3 separate regions of the Sus scrofa genome follow, and all the other regions are linked to region 1. A link is a contact called in public Hi-C and promoter capture Hi-C data. All regions are on one chromosome and are shown on one strand. The core of a region is the stretch at or near the end of the contact, and the rest is flanking DNA. Distances in the headings are between cores, read along the strand shown.

Region 1 (2,508 bases), core at 5-2,504:
GGTGGGAGTCTAAGGTTACTCGGAATGGGACTGGGACACGGCCAGGAAACTCAAGGCCCCCAATCTTCAGGGGGTTGAGTACCACATCTGGGGTATTGGCAAAAGCCAGAGAAGAAGGAGCGCGGTAGGGGCGGAGTCTGGGATAGAGTAGGCGTGTCCTGGGGCTAAAAAAACCTGGATGTAAGTGGAGGCAGACAAGAGGGGACTAAACCTGAAAATTTCCAGTGAAACCTTAATGGACGACTAAAGTGGGGGCAAGAAGAAGTGGATTCTGGGGCGCCAGGGGCGGGACTTGAGAGGACGGAATCTGGCCCCTCCCCCAAGTGGCGCCCAATGGGCCAAGGCCCGAGAGACAAGCCCTAGAGTAGGACACACTGCTGCCGGGCGGGGCCTCACCGTGGCCAGGCGCGTCTCCTCCAGCTGCTGCAGCCTGCGCACGTGGCTCGCGAGCAGCGGCTGCTGTCGGGGTCCGGTCAGCTCCGCCTCCACCGCCAGCACTTCCCGAGAGGCGGCGGTGAAAGCCTGGGTCACCTCGTGTACCGTGCTCCGGTAGCGCGGGAAGTCGTAAGGCGGGCCGCTGCTCAGGTACTGGCGGTGGCCTCTGTGGCAGGTGGGGGTCCTGAGGCTACGGTCCCAGCTCTCAGTCCCTGCACCCGAATCGACCACCTGAAAGCCCCCCAAGAAGTGTCCCTGCCCTGGACCCCAGAGTATGGAGGACGTTGTGAGTACCGCAGGGTAACCCAAAACGGGCCCACCCCTGCGCATGGGGAGGGGGAAAGATCTGGTCTCCCTGTAAATCCCGCCCCACCTCTGACACTGCGTTCGCTCAGGTTCCCAGATTCTTCCCACGGCGCACCCGTCCCGCGAGCGGGCTGGGTGCTGAACCTTGCGACTTCTCCTTTCCCCTACGCCCACACTTACTCCTCCAGCCGACGGAAGGCCTGCGCGCGCTCAGCCTGCAACTGGTGGATGCGCTGTACCAGCACCCGGATCGGGGCATCTTTCTATGGGGCGGGGGGCAGGGCTGGGGCATGAAAACGGCGCCCTCGGGCCTGCACCGCCCACCCCATGCCTGTTCCCGCTCGGGCTCGAGCTCACCCAAGGCCACACCAGCTCCTCTCTTTCCGGGCCTCCCGTGTTATCCGCAGCCTCAGGAACCGCGGAGACAGCCGACTCTGCCGCGGCCTCGGCGGTGATCATGACTGCGCAGCCCTGGCCCCGCCCGGGAGCAGGTTGCATCGCTGCGCCAGGCGCCCCCTGGAGGCCCGGAGGCTTCTAGACCCAGCCTGCGGCAGGAAAAACTTGAGCGATCCTGGGGAAGACTGGGAAGCGAAGACAGCCAGCTTCTCTGTCCTGACACTCTCCAAGCACCCCCCACTCCCTTGTTTCCGTCCAGCGCCTGCCTTCTTAACATTTTTGATCTTGAAATGTACAGGTTCACTATAGAGCAAGGGTATTCCTCGGTTTGTTTCCATACGATGTCAACGCTCGACTTCCATCTCCTCACATCCCATCTCCACTCAAATAAGGAATGGAACCTGAGGTGATATCCGTCATCTAATGCCATAAGCTTGTGACAAGAGTAGAATCTGGAGTTCCCGTCATGCCTCAGTGGCTAACGCATCTGACTAGGAACCATGAGATTGTGGGTTCGATCCCTGGCCTTGCTCAGCGGATTAGGAATCCGGCGTTGCCTCAAGCTGTGGTGTAGGTCGCAGACACAGGTTGGATCCTGCGTGGCTGTGCCTGCGGCGTAGGCCAGTGGCTACAGCTCTGATTAGACTCCTAGCCTGGGAACCTCCATATGCCTCGGGTATGGCCCTAGAAAAGACAAAAAAAAAAAAAAAAAAAAAAGAGTACAATCTGAACGCAAGTTGACACTGGAGTCACTGGAACCCAGTCCACAGCAGATTCCCCGGGAACTACTCAGAAATGAGCTAGGAGAACCTGTGCAAAGGCCCTGATGTGGGAGTCTGGGGCAGGGCTGAGGCCAGCAGGGGTTCATATTAACCACAGAGGCCTGGGAGCTGGAGATAGAGCTCATGGGGTAGAGGAGAAAAATGGTGGTAGCCTGGCCTAAAGAGAAGGGGGTAATTGAACAAGATGAAAATCAACCACCTGGGGTATTAAGTGACAGCCTTTAGATGACACTCCAGGTCTCAGCTGTTTTTATTTATTTTATTTATTTATTTATTTTTGGTCTTTTTGCTATTTCTTTGGGCTGCTCCCGCGGCATATGGAGGTTCCCAGGCTAGGGGTCTAATCGGAGCTGTAGTCACTGGCCTACGCCAGAGCCACAGCAACGCTGGATCCAAGCCGCGTCTGCAACCTACACCACAGCTCATGGCAAGGGCAGGGACCCAAACCCGCAACCTCATGGTTCCTAGTCGGATTCGCTAACCACTGCGCCACGACGGGAACTCCTCAGCTGTTTTTAGGAAACACTGTCTAGGTTTGGGTTGTCATCTACAAGCTCCAATTTTTGCAAGACAAAAAAAAGGCATTGTC
Region 2 (2,508 bases), core at 3-2,502, 110 kb after region 1:
CTGTTGGGCCTTCAGCTCAGGGCTGGCAAGTTTTCTTGAATGGGTGAGCAGCTGTCTGGCTTCCCCACCAGGCTGGGGATCCTGGGCCTGGGACCTGGGTATGGTTCCTTGGGATACCTGTGGTAGTGCACCTGAGGGCGGGGTGGCTGCCAGACCTCACTGAGCCTTGTGCTTTCTCCGCATGGTGGATGCTGCTGCTTCCTAAGGCTGTTGTAAAATTAAGTGTGTAGCTACAGCCTGGCCAGTGCCCAGGAGGGCTCCATGAGCGGTAGTCGGTAGTTGGGAAGGACTCAGGGTACAGCATCACTGTGGGGGGTTTGGGCTTCAGCAGTACTCCCTTACCCTTGCTTGAGCTGTTGGGGGAAAGCTATCCCCACCCACCTGCACGCTCTGACTTTTGAGTCCCATGTCCCTGGCCCCCGCTAGGCCAGCCCTCCTCCTCTCTCCCACCTCCTCTGCCCTGCAGGTACCCTGCCTGGGTCCGTGGCTCCTTGTGCATGCTGTGACTCGGGTCATTGTTGGAGGGAGAGGGCCCCATTTCACTGGCATTCCTACTGCCGCCTTCTGGTCCTGTGCCTGACCGTTCACCCTCTTTCTCCCTTCTGCTTCTTCCCTGGGCCTTGGCCACCTGGTTCAATCCTGGCTCCATTCCTGTGGTCTGTCCTTGCCTCACGGGTCTCAGTCTTCTCATCTGTGAAATGGGGATGAGGCCCGCACCATGTCACCGGCTTGTCATGGGGATACAGGTAGTCAGGGGCCTAGGGGTTATGGTCCTGGCCTGTGGGGCTGCCCTTTGTCATTCAAACTCTGTCACTTTTTCCTTCCTAGGGAAGATGCTGAACACAGGGATGTTTTTTGCTTTCTTCTTTCTTTCTTTTCTTCGTTCACTGCACCTGAGGCATATGGAAGTTCCTGGGCCAGGGATCAAGTCCAAGCCGCAGCTTCAACCTGTGCCACAGCTGTGGCAGTGCCAGATCCTAAACTCAGTGTGCTGGGCCAGAGATTGAACCCATCCCTCCATAGAGACAACATCTGATCCTTAACTGCTGCACTGCAGTGGGAGTTCTGAGCACAATGGTGTTTTAGACTAATTCCCAGAGTTGGCCCTTACGGGCTGGAACCAGGTCCACTGACTGCTTCTCCTTCACTCTGGTGGCCTCTGGGCCCAGCTGAGAGCCCCCCTAGGCAGGCCAGCTTTGCAGAGCACTGGACATCCTGGGCCTGGCTGGTGTTCGCGCGCCCCCGTGTGGTCAGAGTGGGCTTTGCATGCAGGCTGTAGGTTTCCTCAGTGCCTGGGACTGCATGGCCTGGTTCAGCTCAAGGTTGGCCTATTGTTGCCCTTCTCTCCCCAGGGGACACTAGTAATGCTGGGCATAGGCTCCCCTCTGAAATTCATTCCCTTCTTCACAGAAACGGCCGCAGCCTTCTGATTTCATTGACCCTCTGGCCAACAAGAAACCCAGGATATCGCACTTCACCCAGAGAGCTCAGCCCACAGTCAATGGGAAGCTGAGCCTGCCCCACAGCCGCGAGGCCCTGCTGCCCACCCCAGGCCCACTGGCTGGCACGGACCCTCATCTGCCCTTGCGGCTGGAGCCCCCACGGTCCCATGACCCCCTGGCTGACGTCAGCAACGACCTGGGCCACAGTGGCCGGGACTGCGAGCATGGGGAAATGGCTGCCCCAGCCCCTACTGCACACCTCAGCCTGCCTCTGCTGATGGACTGTGCCCAGCCCAGCAGGCCCCACGGCAGCTCCTTACATGGCAAGTCCAAGAAGAAGTCCAAGAAGCACAAAGACAAGGAGAGGGCAGCTGAGGACAGGCACCAGGTCCGGCCGCCAGACCATACGCCAGGCCCCCTTGAAGCCCCGTCGGTCGCCCCAGGTAGGTGCCAAGAAGCAGGCCTAGGGCAGGGGGCTCTGCAGGAGGGTGTCTCCAAGAGCTTGAGTGCTGGCCCCCTGTCCACCCTCACTCCACAGTGTGCTGAGGGGCCACACTGCCCTACAAATTCCCCCTTTGGCTCACCCTGCCCATTAGGCCCCTTGACACTCCACGTCCTCACAGCGGCTCATTTGTGAATGCCCTGGCAGTGTTGTTCCCAGAGCCTCCTGCAGTGCTGCTGTGTGCCAGACCAGCCCTGAGGGCCAAGGGCTGAGGCTCCTGGGAGGGGACAACACAAGGAGAGGAACAAGTGCCAGGCCACAGTGCTGGCTGCAGGGAGGTCCCAGACACTGAGGGGGAATGGGGCGGGGCTGGGGCTCAGGGAAGGCAGTGGGGGACAGGGCCTGACAGGGAGGGGGTGGCAACCACTGGATCACCAGAGGCCTGGTGTCGCCTCTGAGCCAACATTTCCTGTGGAGAAAGGGCTTAGGAGGCAGGACCACAAGGAAGTGGAAGACTGTCCGTAGAACAGCAGGTAGGAAGAGCGAGATCAAGATCTTGCAGCCTGTGGGGAAGCTGGCAGTGGAGAGACCTGGGGTTGCAGCCCCAGGATGAGGGATGCAAGC
Region 3 (2,508 bases), core at 5-2,504, 80 kb before region 1:
AACTCCACAAGAGAGGACACCAAGAGCTGAAGAGCTTGGCACCTTGAGGCGGCTGCCAGACGCTAGGGCCCACAAGAAGGCCAGGTCTCCCACCCCAGCCACAAACAAGCCCCTGCTCCAGGCCTACAGCAGCTTCCAAGGTTAGGTTAGCAGGTAACCTGGCCTGCCCCTGCACATGAAATGCGCTCAGCCATCTGAGGAAGAACTAACTCTCCACCCTGGTCCTGAAGGGCCAGGGGCCATCTGTGGCCAGCTGTCTCTTGTCCATCACCTGGCCCCCACCATACAGGTTGCATGGGGAAGGGGCTCCACTCCAATCTCCAAGACTGAGCCCAATCTGCCTTCCCAATCCCCTCAGGTTCCCACAGGGGACGGCACCAGATCTTGCCCTCAGGTTTCCAAAAGGGAGAGATACATATTCCATCTCAGGTCTGCAAGGAGGGGTTCCTGTCCTTCTCCCAAGACCCAGGGTGTGAGAGCACAGGTGACAATTATGTAGGGACACTTGTCCCTTCAGGCAGCAGTGATGTGTGGGCATCTGCCACCCCTTAGATACCAATGATATGGAAGCACCTATCTCCCCTCCCAAGGTAACAGGGATGCTTGCAAGCAGCGCCAAGTTCACACATCTCAGTATCAGCCTGTCTCCCCTAGACCATGGCATAGCTCAGGGCATCTATCCACCTCAGGTAGCATTGATGTGAGAACACCTTTCCCCCCTCAGGTAACAATGATGTAGTGGCACCTGTTCCCTCCAGGTAGTAATGATGTAGAGGTCCCTGCCCCTACAAATAACAATGATATAGTAATAACCTGGTCCCCGCTTCAAGTAACAACGTTGTAGGGCCACCTGTACCCCTTCAGGTATCGATGATGTGGGGGTACCGGTCCCGCCCACGACGCCCGGAGCGTGGGGACACCTGTCCCCTCGGGCCGTGCCAAGCCCCGCCCCCGCCGCGCGGCGCCCCGCCCCCGTCCCGCGCCCCCCTTCCCGCTGCACGCGGACACGCGCCCCTTCCCTCCCTCTCCGGCCCTGAGGGGTCGGCGCGGGCAACCCCCTTACCCGTGCGGCCCGCGTCAGGCTCAGGTCCTTCATGACCTCCTCGAAAGCCGCCGTCTCCTCCGCTTGCTTCTGGTTATGCAGCGCGATCTTCTCGCTGAATTTCCGCGGATTGTTCGAAGTCGCCATCTTCTCGCCGCCGCCGCCGCCGCCGCCGCCGCCGCCGCCGCCTCCTCCTCCTCCTCCTCCTCCTCCACCACCTCCTCGCCCCCCCAATCGCGGGTGCCACCACGCAAGCGCCAGCCGGACCCGCGGGCGGCGGGCAGTGCGCAGGCGCGTCGGCGGGCGTGAGAGCGGCGCATGCGCTCGGAAGTAGCGCGCGTTGCGGGGGCGACAGCGCATGCGCGCGTCTCGGCTTTGCACTTGTGGGGGCACAGGGGAGGTGGGAGAGGGAGGGTGGGGATTTCGGCGCAGGCGCAGTGAGCCGCCTCCTGGCCCGCTGGACAGCAGCCGCCTGGCTGTTGAGAAAGGTCCGGGGACTGGCTGGAACCCCCAGTAGAGAGATTGCTGGACTCAACACCTTCCAAGTCATAAGGATGAAGCCAGCACCCACCCCAGGCAGCACTCGAGTATGAGCCTGGGCTCGGACCAGTTCATCTCGGAGACTGGTTTAGGGCGTTGCTCATCCAGGCATGCATTTATTCATTTGAGACCCTATATGTGCCAAGTATCCTGGAGAAAAGGCATGAGCAAGGCGACTTGGTCCCTGCCCTCATGGGATGCGCAGGTCGGGGAGGGGGGAAAACAACCCACCAACAAATGAACCTTTCAGATGGCGGTCAATGTAATATGAAAAATGAAACCATGGAATTCCCGTCGTGGCGCGGTGGAAACAAATTCGACAAGGAACCATGAGGTTGCGGGTTCGATCTCTGGCCTTGCTCAGTGGGTTAAGGGTCTGGCGTTGCGGTGAGCTGTGGTGTAGATTGCAGACGCGGCTTAGATCTGGCGTTGCCGTGGCTGTGGTGTAAGCCAGCGGCTACAGCTCCGATTAGACCCCTAGCCTGGGAACCTCCATATGCCGCGGGAAGCGGCCCTAGAAAAGACAAAAAAAAAAAAAATGAAATCACTGATGGGCCAGAAGAGTGATGTTGGAAAGGGAAACGCCTATGCCACCATGGTTCAGGGGATGCGATCAGTCCCCAGTCCAAAATCCCGATGTCTTTCCCTATGCTGATACCCTATCCAGTTCCTATTCTCTGGATCCTTAAGCTCAGAGAACTGGAACTACAGAGTCAGCCTCTTCTCGATGAACTTCTCCAGCCTGATCTTGCTCAAGGAAGCCGGTCTGCCATGGCGGGCTAAAGGACGGGTCCAGAAATCCCACCCAGACCAAGCTGTGAAAGGAATAGCAGAGTCTCCCCAATGACAGGAGAGTGACCTAGGGAAACCAGAGGGGTTCTGATACCTAGTTGTCCCTCCCCAACCACCAATATCAAAAGTTTAGG

Evidence for each region. Promoter capture Hi-C pulls out the DNA fragments that hold promoters and counts their contacts. A called contact is a pair of places that touch in the nucleus more often than the background predicts.
Region 2: a Hi-C map of alveolar macrophages shows a contact between it and region 1, with 1.9 times the contacts expected there. The contact joins the enhancer-like site here to the promoter of C2H19orf60 in region 1. A contact is called at or near these places in 10 of 47 Hi-C or Micro-C datasets (alveolar macrophages, blood, embryonic fibroblasts and 5 more) and 1 of 2 datasets of contacts at active chromatin or transcription factors (alveolar macrophages).
Region 3: a contact with region 1 is called in a promoter capture Hi-C map of liver, with 4 times the contacts expected there. The contact joins the promoter of CRTC1 here to the promoter of C2H19orf60 in region 1. A contact is called at or near these places in 1 of 5 promoter capture datasets (liver), 12 of 47 Hi-C or Micro-C datasets (blood, embryonic fibroblasts, fetal heart ventricle and 6 more) and 2 of 2 datasets of contacts at active chromatin or transcription factors (alveolar macrophages and skeletal muscle).

The regions. Positions count from the first base shown.
Region 1 is chr2:59,235,817-59,238,324 of Sscrofa11.1, forward strand. C2H19orf60 reads right to left here and starts at 1,255. Exons shown (of 5, transcript XM_005652933.3): 1 at 1,099-1,255; 2 at 922-1,004; 3 at 397-647. The coding sequence starts at 1,000. LOC106508380 (a long non-coding RNA gene) reads left to right here and starts at 395. Exons shown (of 2, transcript XR_001305188.2): 1 at 395-721; 2 at 831-1,445.
Region 2 is chr2:59,349,784-59,352,291 of Sscrofa11.1, forward strand. It overlaps ELL (RNA polymerase II elongation factor ELL), which reads left to right. Exons shown (of 13, transcript XM_021083507.1): 9 at 1,411-1,885. Among named protein-coding and RNA genes, the nearest start is that of ISYNA1, 13 kb to the right of the region's middle. Within about 2 kb of position 1,253, at least 6 of the 83 cell types and tissues checked have an H3K27ac peak or open chromatin away from gene starts, as enhancers often do. A contact at or near this core is called in alveolar macrophages, where this site is marked.
Region 3 is chr2:59,155,942-59,158,449 of Sscrofa11.1, forward strand. CRTC1 (CREB-regulated transcription coactivator 1) reads right to left here and starts at 1,255. Exons shown (of 17, transcript XM_003123525.4): 1 at 1,064-1,255. The coding sequence starts at 1,189.